Regions from separate parts of the Mus musculus genome. Here region 2 is linked to region 1. The links are chromatin contacts, called in public Hi-C maps. All regions are on one chromosome and are shown on one strand. Each heading gives the region's core, a stretch centred on a gene start, on an enhancer-like site or on the middle of the called end of the contact. The rest is flanking DNA. Distances are from core to core; before and after follow the strand shown.

What was found. A called contact is a pair of places that touch in the nucleus more often than the background predicts.
Region 2: a contact with region 1 is called in a Hi-C map of extraembryonic endoderm stem cells, with 1.8 times the contacts expected there. The contact joins two enhancer-like sites. A contact is called at or near these places in 4 of 484 Hi-C or Micro-C datasets (the G1E-ER4 cell line, the N1E-115 cell line, embryonic fibroblasts and 1 more), 2 of 115 datasets of contacts at active chromatin or transcription factors (large pre-B cells and stem cell-derived neural progenitor cells) and 1 of 9 other capture datasets (embryonic stem cells).

Annotation. Positions count from the first base shown.
Region 1 is chr6:145,589,328-145,594,750 of GRCm38.p6, forward strand. All of the region lies in intron 1 of Gm38475 (a long non-coding RNA gene), which reads right to left. Among named protein-coding and RNA genes, the nearest start is that of Gm38475, 22 kb to the right of the region's middle. Within about 2 kb of position 2,849, at least 29 of the 459 cell types and tissues checked have an H3K27ac peak or open chromatin away from gene starts, as enhancers often do. A contact at or near this core is called in extraembryonic endoderm stem cells, where this site is marked.
Region 2 is chr6:145,415,806-145,421,451 of GRCm38.p6, forward strand. Lmntd1 (lamin tail domain containing 1) reads right to left here. Exons shown (of 10, transcript NM_028742.2): 6 at 3,883-4,069; 7 at 1,595-1,714. Among named protein-coding and RNA genes, the nearest start is that of Lmntd1, 16 kb to the right of the region's middle. Within about 2 kb of position 1,701, at least 25 of the 459 cell types and tissues checked have an H3K27ac peak or open chromatin away from gene starts, as enhancers often do. A contact at or near this core is called in extraembryonic endoderm stem cells, where this site is marked.

The DNA.
Region 1 (5,423 bases), core at 1,599-4,098:
CTATATTTTTCCATCTATAAATCACCAAACTTCATTTAGTTATGAATTCTTTCATCCAAAAACTACTTGTTGGCACCTGTACAGAAGATTAAAGCTCATGGCAGGAGTTCTAAATGTTATACACATATAGAGTCATGAGCGTATAGACAGGGCCCGCAAGGTGGCTCAGCGGGTACAGGCCACCAAGCTTGATGTGTTGTCATCCCCAGAACCCACTGGCAGGAGAGAGCTGACTCCAATACTTGATTTTCTGACCTCCATACATGCGCCATGGGCATGTGCACAAATAAATAGGGGTAATTGAACAATTAAAATCATCCCTTTAATGTAAAGGGATAAAAAATATTTAAAGTGCTTCACAAAATTTACAAGATAGCCTTTCTTCTACATTTCTGGTCATAACTGCTTTTCTATTAGATGGAATGCACATGGCAGCCCTGACCTCTGAACTCTGAGGGAGTGTGACGATCCAGCCTGTCACTCGAGAAAGCTCCTCTCCTCCCTGTGTTCATATGAAAGGCATGGCATTCAGAGCAAGCCATGAGTTCTTAGTGAAAATGAAATCTGCTTTGCATTAATTGTTTCACAATGTCCAGTAAAATGGTATGCATGGAGTTATATAATTATAACCATGTGATTATTTGTATTTAAACCCTAAAATTAACTCCATTACAATCTTTTCAATTTTATTTCCTCACAAAGTACAGATGACTATCATTAAATAACTTCATTCATGGCATGATTTCTTAGCTCTGAGGATAAATAAGGCTATGTGGCCAAGGCCACAAGAACTCAAGTTTGTCTGGGACCTTAATCACCATGCTTTCCCAAAGAAGAGGGCCTGGGAAGGGAGAGGGGCCATGCTGTCCATGAGAGTGATCCACCACCAACAGAATGCAGTTCTCCATCTCTGCTTCAATCACTGACCACAGGAAGCTCCTCAGTAAATTACAGCCATTTGGAGTCATTTTTCTGATCACATTACCACAAGAGGATTTTTTTTTCTTTTAGCTCATCATTTCAGAAACACTCCTTAGAAATGGCAGCACTGATAAAAGCATGGTGCTAGGTCTTAGCAGTGAGGATTTCGCTCTGTAAGTGCAAAGTCAAAACTGTGGACAGAGTCAGGCGTTGCCGTCCACATACATACATTCTGCACCAGTTAGTTGTTGTCAACTTGACACAAACCTAAATATATCTAGGAAGAAGGAATCTCAACTGAGGAACTGTCTCCATCAGACTGTCCTGTGAGCATGTCTATGGGACATTTTCTTGATTAATGGTTGATGTGGGTGGTCCCATCCCATGGCAAATGGTCCTGGGTTGTATAAGGAAGGAGGTTGAGCAAGCCACCGGGAACGAACCAGTAGGCAGCACTGTCCCGTGACGGTTCCTGAGTCTGCTCCTGCTTGCGCTCCTGCCTGACCTCCCTCAGTGATAGACTGTGGTCAGGACCTGGAAGTCAAGTAAACCCTTTCCTCCCCCAGGCTGCTTTGGCTGCGGTGTTTATCCCAGCAACAGAAGCAAACGAAGGCACCTGCAATCCCAGTGCTTGGAAGGTAGAAGCAGGACGGTCAGGAGTTCAAAGCCAGCCTCAGCTACGTAGCAAATTGGAGGCCTACCTGGGCAGAAAGAGACTCTGTCTCAAACAAACAAACCAATGAAGAGGAAGGTGGCAGCCTAAATTGTGAGGCTGAGCTGGGAACCAGCTCCTTGGCAGGCAGGCAGGAAGACCCATCTGTGTTTCAGAAAAACAAGCATTTTATATGCAAAATGCAAGCAATAAATCACATAGACTGAGGGAAGGACACCATTTGGCACACACTCCATCCCAGACCTAACACGGAGTCTCCATAACTCAGTTCTAATACAACACCCTGCGAGGACCCCTGTAAGAGCCACCTCTGAGATAGGCACAGCAAGGAGGAGGAAGAGCCCTGGAGACCTTCCATCCTGAGAGAAAACCAGACTGACAGGAGGAAGGAGAGAGCTACCTTTTGTTGTTTAAGGTTCCAGGGAAATGACTGATTACAAGACATCTCAGTCTGTTGGACTAGGGTGGACACTGGGTCCGCTTTGAAGCACAACTGGCCCCATCCTGAGAGCTCTTTCACCTCTGCAGGCTGTTGGTCAGGGTCACGGTGTAGGTTAGGGGATGTTTTGTTTTTCTAGATGAGGAATGAAGCTGTAGTGCCCACCTCCCCAGAAAATTAGGAAAAACATAAATGAAAAAGCCAACGGAATATGGAAACGTCCCAGCATGCCTTTCTCTGAAGTTAATCTTCTAGCTTTACAGACCAAATCAATTCTACCCCTGTTGATCTGGGAGACTGCTCCAGTAGATCAAAGGACCTAATCCCCTTTTTTCCCTAGGAAAACACATTGTTTCAATCTGTTCTTCTCTCTGGCTTTGGTTGTAAGACTTCCCCTAACTGGCAACAGTAGTTGTATTTGTGTGAGTGACCCAACCAGATTACATGTTTGCTTTGTGGGTTTCAACATGATATGCAGATAATGACTGCTGTGCACTAACCCTTAAAATGGTCTATTTCTTAGAAGAGGTTGGCTAAAATTCATAAAACATATACCTAACATCATGTAATTTCTCAGGCATTTAACCCTACAGTTATGTATGAAGAATTGTTTTGCCAGGAAAAAGTTAGCCTTACATTCTCTAAATGACCCTCATGCCTTTGCGGTAGTGTCCCCTAGATTAGTGTTTCCTGGAAAGAAAAGAGATGGGTCGATCTCTTCAGGAATGCTTTCCTCCCAGTCATTAGGATTGATAGAATTGAAAGATGGAATTCGGTAGGGAACTGTGTGGCAGAGTTCCCTATCTCTGGGAGAGGCTCACTAAGCCCAAACTGTGGGCGCGGTCTGCCCTCTGTCCCTCATGCACTGCCAGCCAGCTGGGGCCACTCCAGGAGTGAGTGGTCTGTCAGCCCCAGGTTTGCTGAGAAAGCTCAGGACTGAGGTATGGGCCCCCAGGGAGGAGCATCACTGGACTCTACAAGGCGTAACTTCTTACTTCCCATTTTACGGCTGTATTTGCTGCTGGCAAGCTGATTAGAAAACCCTCCTCCACAAGCAGTCCTTACCAACACTGCAGGCCACTGGTCTCCTGGAATTGTCCTAGCTAGACTCTCTCTAGACAGACACTCTATCTAGAATCTCTCTAATGGCTTCTTAACAATTCTAGGACCTGGTCTTAGCAGTCCTCGCTGTAACACACACTGCTCTGCAAGTGCCAAAGGCCTGTGCGCTCCCTAAGGAGACTACGTCTGCCGGTGTCTGTGATCCCAGGTTTTATTTCCACTGTCAGTCAGCCCACATTTACTGAACTGTAGGCTCCCGCCTGCTGAGGGCCAGCCCCTTCCCCTCCCGTACGCTTTTCAAAAATGACTCCGCAGATCTGTTTGTAAAAGAGTTTCTAAACTAGCAGACACATGATGCTCCTCACAGCAAGACCTGCATTAAAGGCAGTGGGCTGAGTCTTTCCCTAGATGCTTTCTGTTGCAGTGACAAACACCATATCCAAAAGCAAGATGGGGAAGAAATTTCAGCTCACAAATTACAGCCCATTATGGAGGGAAGCCAAGGCAGGAGCTTGGAGCAGAAGCCATGGATAAACACTTCTTATTGACTTGCTCCATCTGGCTCCTGCTCAGCCTACTTTCTTTTTTTTTTTTTTTTTTTTTTTTTTTTTTTTTTTTTTTTTTTTACAGAAAATCATTATTTAATGATAGGATAGCTGTGGTTGCACAAATGTATAATCTCAGAGTTTAAATAAAAATAAAGCAGGAAAACCAGGAATTCATGGTTAACCTTGGCTAGAGGAAAGGAGAAACTGTCTCAAAACATAACAAGAATAGCAACAAACAAAAACAATAGCAAACAAAACACACTTCACATAAAATAGATCATTGAACTTTTAGAGTTGGTCATTTAGTAGCAGTGGACCTATTTTTTTTCCAAAGAAGACATTCTTGCCCACTTGTCAATGAGACCTTTTGAATATATTCTTTCTTTATGTTTCCTTATCAGTTCCTTATTTTTAACGTTTTATTTGCTCACATGCTGCATATCTGTTGGTTTATATATGCTGGAGCCTATTCAGAATGAGGGATTCCAAACCTGACAAGAGAAATATTAGCAGCACAAGGGCCACACAGCTGTGATTCTCACCCATTCAGCCTACTTTCTTATACAACCCAGGACCATCTACTTGGGGAAGACACTGCCCACAGTGGTCTGGGCCTTCCCATATCCATCAACAACCAGGACCATCCCCACAGGCCAGCCTGATCTGGAAAAATCATTGCGTTGTTGGAACAAGCCTTTTTTAGGTGGCTCTAGGTTGTGTCGAGTCAACAAAACGGACTAGGATACTTCTTGCCATATCATTCCTTCAGTTATAATGACCCGGTGGGCAAAGGACTTGAGGGCCTGAGTTCAAATCTCTAGCACTCACCCATGTAACAAGTTAGGCATAATAGCATGAACCTATAATTCCAGCACTAAAGAGACAGAAATAAGAGGATTCCTGGAGCTTTCCCACAAGCCAGTTGGGCTGATCAATAAGTTCTAGGGTGGTGAGAAACCCTGTTTCAAAGAATAGGGTGGGGAGCTATAGAGGAAGTGACCTAACAATGACCATACACACACACATACACACACACACACACACACACACAGAGGCATCTGTGGTTTGTAAGATGCAGGACCCAGGGAGGGTAATGGCACAGAGTGAAGTGGCTCTGACCTGCAGGCTGGTATGGAGGCACAGGTTCAGGCCTCCCAGGGCAGCCACGAGCCCAGTGGACTTGCAAGGTCCAGTATGTAGTAGAATACTCTGACACACCTCACATGGAGAGCAGCCAACCATGGACGCAGACAGACTCCGATTTAAATCCTGCCCTAACACTTAATCTTCAGAACAACCTTGGGCAGGCTATTTTGCAGGCCCCTGACTTCCTGAGATAAAATTAATCACCTAGAGTGAAGCTTTGGTTTAGACGGGCTGTCTGTGTGGAGTCGTAAAAGCGGAAGCTTCGTAAATCCCAGTCCTTCATTAACTCCTCCACCAGGACCACCATGACAGGAGTCGCTCTGAATCCTGTCTTCTTGGTGTGCAAATGAGGATAACAATTGCACCATGTTTAAAATGCATGACAGTCATGTTGACTTTCATCTTAAATTCCCAGCCTGGGTAGGTAGACCCTAGAACCACTGCCCTTCCTGTAGTCAGACCCCACAAGGCCACATTCACCATAGGTCAAACCAGAGAAATGATTATATGAAAAATGTACTTTCCTATCAGCTTTATAAGCAGTGGTGTGCACGTGTTCATGCATATGCACATGTGTGGGGGCCATAGGTCACCATGTATTTATTTTCCGAGACAGTTTCTCTGACTGAGCCTA
Region 2 (5,646 bases), core at 451-2,950, 170 kb before region 1:
AGAAGGCACAAAAGGAAGGAACCACCTACAGTTTCCTATCTCCTTCAGAGGTGCCCTCCGCAGGCAGGGAAGGTGGTCTGACATTTCACATTCCAGCCCTCCGTCTTAACCTGGGTTTTGCTGATGGTGTCTCAGGAGACAGGGTAATTCATTTGAATTACATGTCCTTATTTTTCTAGCCAATTTTAAATACAAGTATTATAAAATTCAGTTTAAATCACGAAGACATGGATGGCTGAGTAAAGATGAATCTAGAGAGTTCCCAATCTGAAACCCAGCAAAGGGCAGGAGAGACGATTAAACAGGTAAGGATGCTGTTCTTCCAGACGACTCAGCTTCGGTTCCCAGCACCCACGTGAGTGGCTCACAACAGCCTGCAATTCCAACTCTTGAGATTCTGAACTCCCTTCTTTACTCTGAGGACACACACACACACACACACACACACACACACACACGCTCACACACATGCTATGCTATAAACATTCATACACACACACACTACACTGCATGCATCCTCACACACACATGCTCTCACACATACTACTGCATACATTCACACACATACATACACCCCACACTGCACACACACACTCTCTCATATGCACGCACATATATTCTTTCTCATGCACACACAGGAGGCACACATATGCCCCACACTGCACACATACACACATTCTCTACACACTCAGACACATACACACACACATACACTGCACACACACAACCCCATGCTGTGAACACTCACACACATATGCCACATAATACATACACACACCCTACAACATATACAGAAAATAAAATCTTTTAAAATTTTACTCTAGCCTGTTCAACAGGTAGTTACCGAATATCATTGTATAATGAAGTAAGAAAGAAATTCATACTCTAGTCCACATATTATGGGGGGGGGTGTTAATGGTTTTGTGGCGTAGCAAATTTGTCTAGGGATAAGAATTAAAGAATAAATTATAATTATGCTAGTTTTATACCAACGAAAGCATGAGACTGCCAAGCATGGGGAAAGAATCCCAGAAAATTATTTCTAAAGTATCTCATTTTATTCCGCATAGAAGATAGTTATTTCAAATTAAGAGTATAAGCCCTTCCATTAGCTTGTGCACCCCCCTGGGCGCAGAGATCAAGTCTTTGTGTTGTGTTCCTTGTGCATAGTTCAGCCTAGAGCATAGGCAAAGGCAAGACTCCCAAGAAACATTGTTGGGATGAATAGCTGAGCAGAGAAGGCCATGTGCAGTACCTTCCTTATCTCACACTTCCAGTCAGGATCGCAAATAAAGCCCACCCCTGACTCTGAATCTGCTGCAGCCTTCGGAAGCTCAGGGTGCCATAACTCCAAATGGCCAGAAGGGGGCACACTGGGGAGGGATAGGAGACAGCTGTTGATCAGAAACTCGGGACACCCTGACTGCTGCTGGGCACACACTGGGAGAGAGGGGTGTTGGTCTGCCTGAGGCACTAGCTGGGGGCATTTGGGGGTGACTCTAGATGTGCTGTGCAGAATGTGAGCAGGACCAAGGGCCGAAGGGAACAGTGGCCGGCTACTCCAGCATCGAGTGTTGAAAACTCTGACACTCACCTCACCATTGGGCTTGCACAAGATGGTCGTGCAGTCCGGACTGGATCGGAACTTGCTCTGTTCCTCCCAAACAAAGTCCGTTGGTGGCTGTGGCTTTGCTTCCGAAGCTGCTGCCCACACCTTAGAGAAAGCAGTTTGTTGCTGACAAGTGCTACTGCGGTTCCACCCAGAGCCACATCCGACGGTGCTATTGTTATTAATCTTTCTGAACAGATAGGGTTTTCGTTGTCATTAAAGGTGGGAAGGCTCTCCCTGCATTTGCCTGGTCTTGGCTAGAATTCCTACGTTCACATCATTTCTGTGCCTCAGCTTTAGCCTCCTGAGGACCTGGGACTATATAGGCATCTGAGCTTCTAGGTTGTTTTAAAATATAATGTAATGCTAAACAGTGACCGAACACGGTTTAAACAACCACCCAGCCCTGGCTTGTGGTCCGCAAGCGGATCCAGGATAGATATAAATGCACACTGTAGGCTTATTCAAAACACTAGGTCGTACCTTTGAGGTTTTTTGTTTTGCTTTGCTTGTTTTTGTAGCTTGATTTTGTGGTTTTCTAAAGTAATTTTGTAGAGATCTTATCTCAGTGTCATGTAAAACAAGCACACACATACTCTTGCAGCACATGGCTACAGACCAGACATCAAGGTTCAGAGGGTCACAGATGGGGGGTGTCAGGGAGAACCCCCTTAGTGCCTGCTCTCTGAGATGACCAGCTCTTTACTTCTCTTTTAAGAATCCATTTTCAGACTTAGGATTTTCACTTTGAAGGACAAGCCAGAATATGATTGCTTACTACACGGAAGAAAGCTGTGGAGAGCAAAGTACAGGCATCCATCCACGACACTACAAACCACAAAATCACATTTAGTACAAAGATCAAGTATCCACGAGGCCACTTGTGCCAAGCCACAGGCTGACAGTAGAGGCAGCATTCCCTATAGGAACCCAGCTCTGACATTATTACTGGCTCCCAGTGTTCCCAGCTCCCAGTGTTCCCAGCTCTCAGTGCTCCCAGTTCACAATGCTCTCATCTGTGCTCCCAGCACATAGTGCTCCTCTCTCAGTGTCCCCAGCTCCCAGTGTTCCCAGCTCCCAGTGCTCCCAGCTCCCCGTGATCCCAGCTCTCAGTGCTTCCAGCTCCCAGTGCTCCCAGCTCTTAGTGCTCCCAGCTCTCAGTGTTCCCAGCTCACTGTTCCCAGTTCCCAGCGTTCACGGCTCCCAGTGTTCCCGGCTCCCAGTGTTCCTGGCTCCCAGTGCTCCCAGCTCCCAGTGCTCCCAGCTCCCAGTGCTCCCAGCTCCTGCTACCCCCAGCTCACCATGTTCCCTCACGGTATTCCCTGCTTGTGATGTTTTTCTGTTCAAGGCAGCCCTGTGGTCCTGGCTTAAAGTTTCCCTAGCTCCTGACACTCCTGGCTGATAGTGTTCCCAATGCATTAATAAATTCCAGCTCTCAGTGTTCTCTACTCATGTTGCAGTCACAGATTATTTGTTCCCCAACTCACACCAATCCCAGATCATGGTACTTCCAATCCACCACATTTCCAGCTCCTGGGAGTCCCAGCTCATGATATCTCGAAAGCACAGTATCCCTAACTCACCATACTGTCAGCTCAGGCTATTCCAACCCACCATAGCACTGGCTCCGGCCATTCCCGCTTCACGATGGTCTTAGCTTCTGTTGGTGCCATCTCATGGTATTTGCAGCTTGCTGTATTTGACCAGCTCATAGCACTCTCAGCTCCTGGGGTTCTCAGCTTGCTATATTCTTACCTCATTGTATTTCTAGCCCATGGTATCACTAGCCAACCACATCCGCAGCTCACAGGATTCCCAATTCACCATGTTCTCAAATCATGGTCAAATCTTGGTGTTCCCAGTTCATGTGTACCCAACTTACTGTATTTTTAGCTCACAGTATTCATCACTCAGACCCTGGTATTCCTAGCTCACAGTTTTCCCAGATCATGAGATTCCTGACTCAATTCATTCTCAGCTCCTGGTATTCCTACATCAGGGTATTTCCAATTCAGTGTATCTTCAACACATGGTCAAGATGTTCTCAGCCCCTGGTATTTCCAGCCCCTAGTATTCTAGATCCCTGGTATTCCAGCCCCCCAGTATTCCCAGTCTATATTACTTACAGCTCACAGCATCCCCAGGTCACTGTATGTCATTACGATACCCCTAACTCACACTAGTCACACATCATTGTGTCCTTGCCCACTGTGTTCCCAGCTCGCAGTGTTTCCCGTGCACAGTCCACCCAGCTGGTGGTTTCAGATACTTACTGTCACCGTGGAGTTGGCCTGCAGTGTGATGTTGTCGGGGAACTGGTACAAGGAGACTGCGTGTCCATTCACGTTTTGCTGAAGAATGTGGTTTCCAATCTCTACTTCCTTTTCATTGGAGGAGTTGACAAGCCTCACAAAGAGGCCCTTGATATTTACCTCAGCTATTTTAATTTCTCCGAGAGAACTAGAAAATAAGAAACGAAGACAGGGTGGGTATGAATAGGAATGTCTCTGGCCCACAGTAAGAACCCCATAACGAGGTGCGTGTTTGGAATCTTGGCACTCAGAACAGAGGCAGGAGAGCCACAAACTCAAGGTCAGTTGAGTCTATGCAGCATGTTCCTAGCCAGCTGAGATTTCTTGAGAGACGAACCAACCCACCCACCCACAGAGCCTGAGTAATGAACGGCAGAGCTATGGACTCTCTTAGGCAAGAGTCTATAGAGGCCTTGAGGACGTTTTAATGATTGGGTCCTATTTTATGTGTACAGGTGTCTTGCCTGCATGTCTGTCTGTACACTGTGCATATAGTACTTACAGAGGTCAGAGTGAACACTGGGTAACCAGAAACCAGAATATCAGTCAGGAGTGAGCTGCCATGTAGGTGCGGGGGGCTGAGCCTGCACCTCCAAACGAGCAGCCAGTGCTCTTACCCACCGAGCCTTCTCCACGGCCTCCACAACTTGTGTATTTTGCAACCTGAGAAAAATAGCTTGGCCTATTGGTTCTGATCATGGAAAACGTGGCTATGATTTTTCTCAATTTTCTGCTCTCAACAGAAGACATGACATCAAGCACCCAAAAAGACACCAAAGGGCTGGAGTGATGGCTTGTTGGCTAAGCGCACTTGCTGCTCTTGCAGAGGGGATGGGTTTGCTGTCCAGAACCCACATGATGTGCACAACCTCCAATAACTCAGTTCCAGGTGCTCTGGCGCCCTCTCCTGGCCTCCAGGAGCACCACATGCACACGGGACACAGTCCCATGTGCAGGCACATACCCAGAAACATAACATTTAAGTCTTAAAGTATGGTCATCAAAAGCTAAAGCACATAGTTCTTTTCTGATAAAGTGACCATGAGGATGAAGTCACTGTGAGTTAAAAATAATTCTGAATGTGACATTATTCACACATACTATAGGTCTTTTAAAAATTTTGCCTCTTTTATTGAGAATGTAGTATGTTGCAGGGCCTACGTCAATTTCGAATCTGCAGGTTTCAGTGTCACTGGCAACACAGCTGAAGGTCGTGATATGACTGTGGTGAGCTATGAACAGCATCAATGTTTCTTGGTTGCTCACAATGGTTCACAAGTCTTACACATCACTGTGTCTTGGCTGGTCACAGTAGTTCATAAGTCTTACTTACCAAGCACTTGACAAGAACACGGTTACATTGCTCTGTCATTTCCCCACAATTTCTTATCTATAATGCTAAATTTAAAAATGGTATGGAAAACCAAGATTTCTTTGTATACATATTTGTATATGGTGTGTGTGTGTGAGTTTGCACATCCATTCGTGTGGGAGGCACATGCATTTCCTTGTGCTTGTGAGTGTGCATGAGAGACCTGAGGTTCACGTTGGCAACTTTTTCCTCTTGCCTGAGGTGGTTGCTCCTGCTGAACGCAGAACTTGCTGCTCTAGTCTGGCCAGCCTTGCCCGGGAGGTCTCCAGTCTTCACCTTCTAAGCACTGGGACTGCAGGTGGCCGCAGAGCAACTTTTACATGGCTTCCATCCCTATAGGACCAACTCCTCAC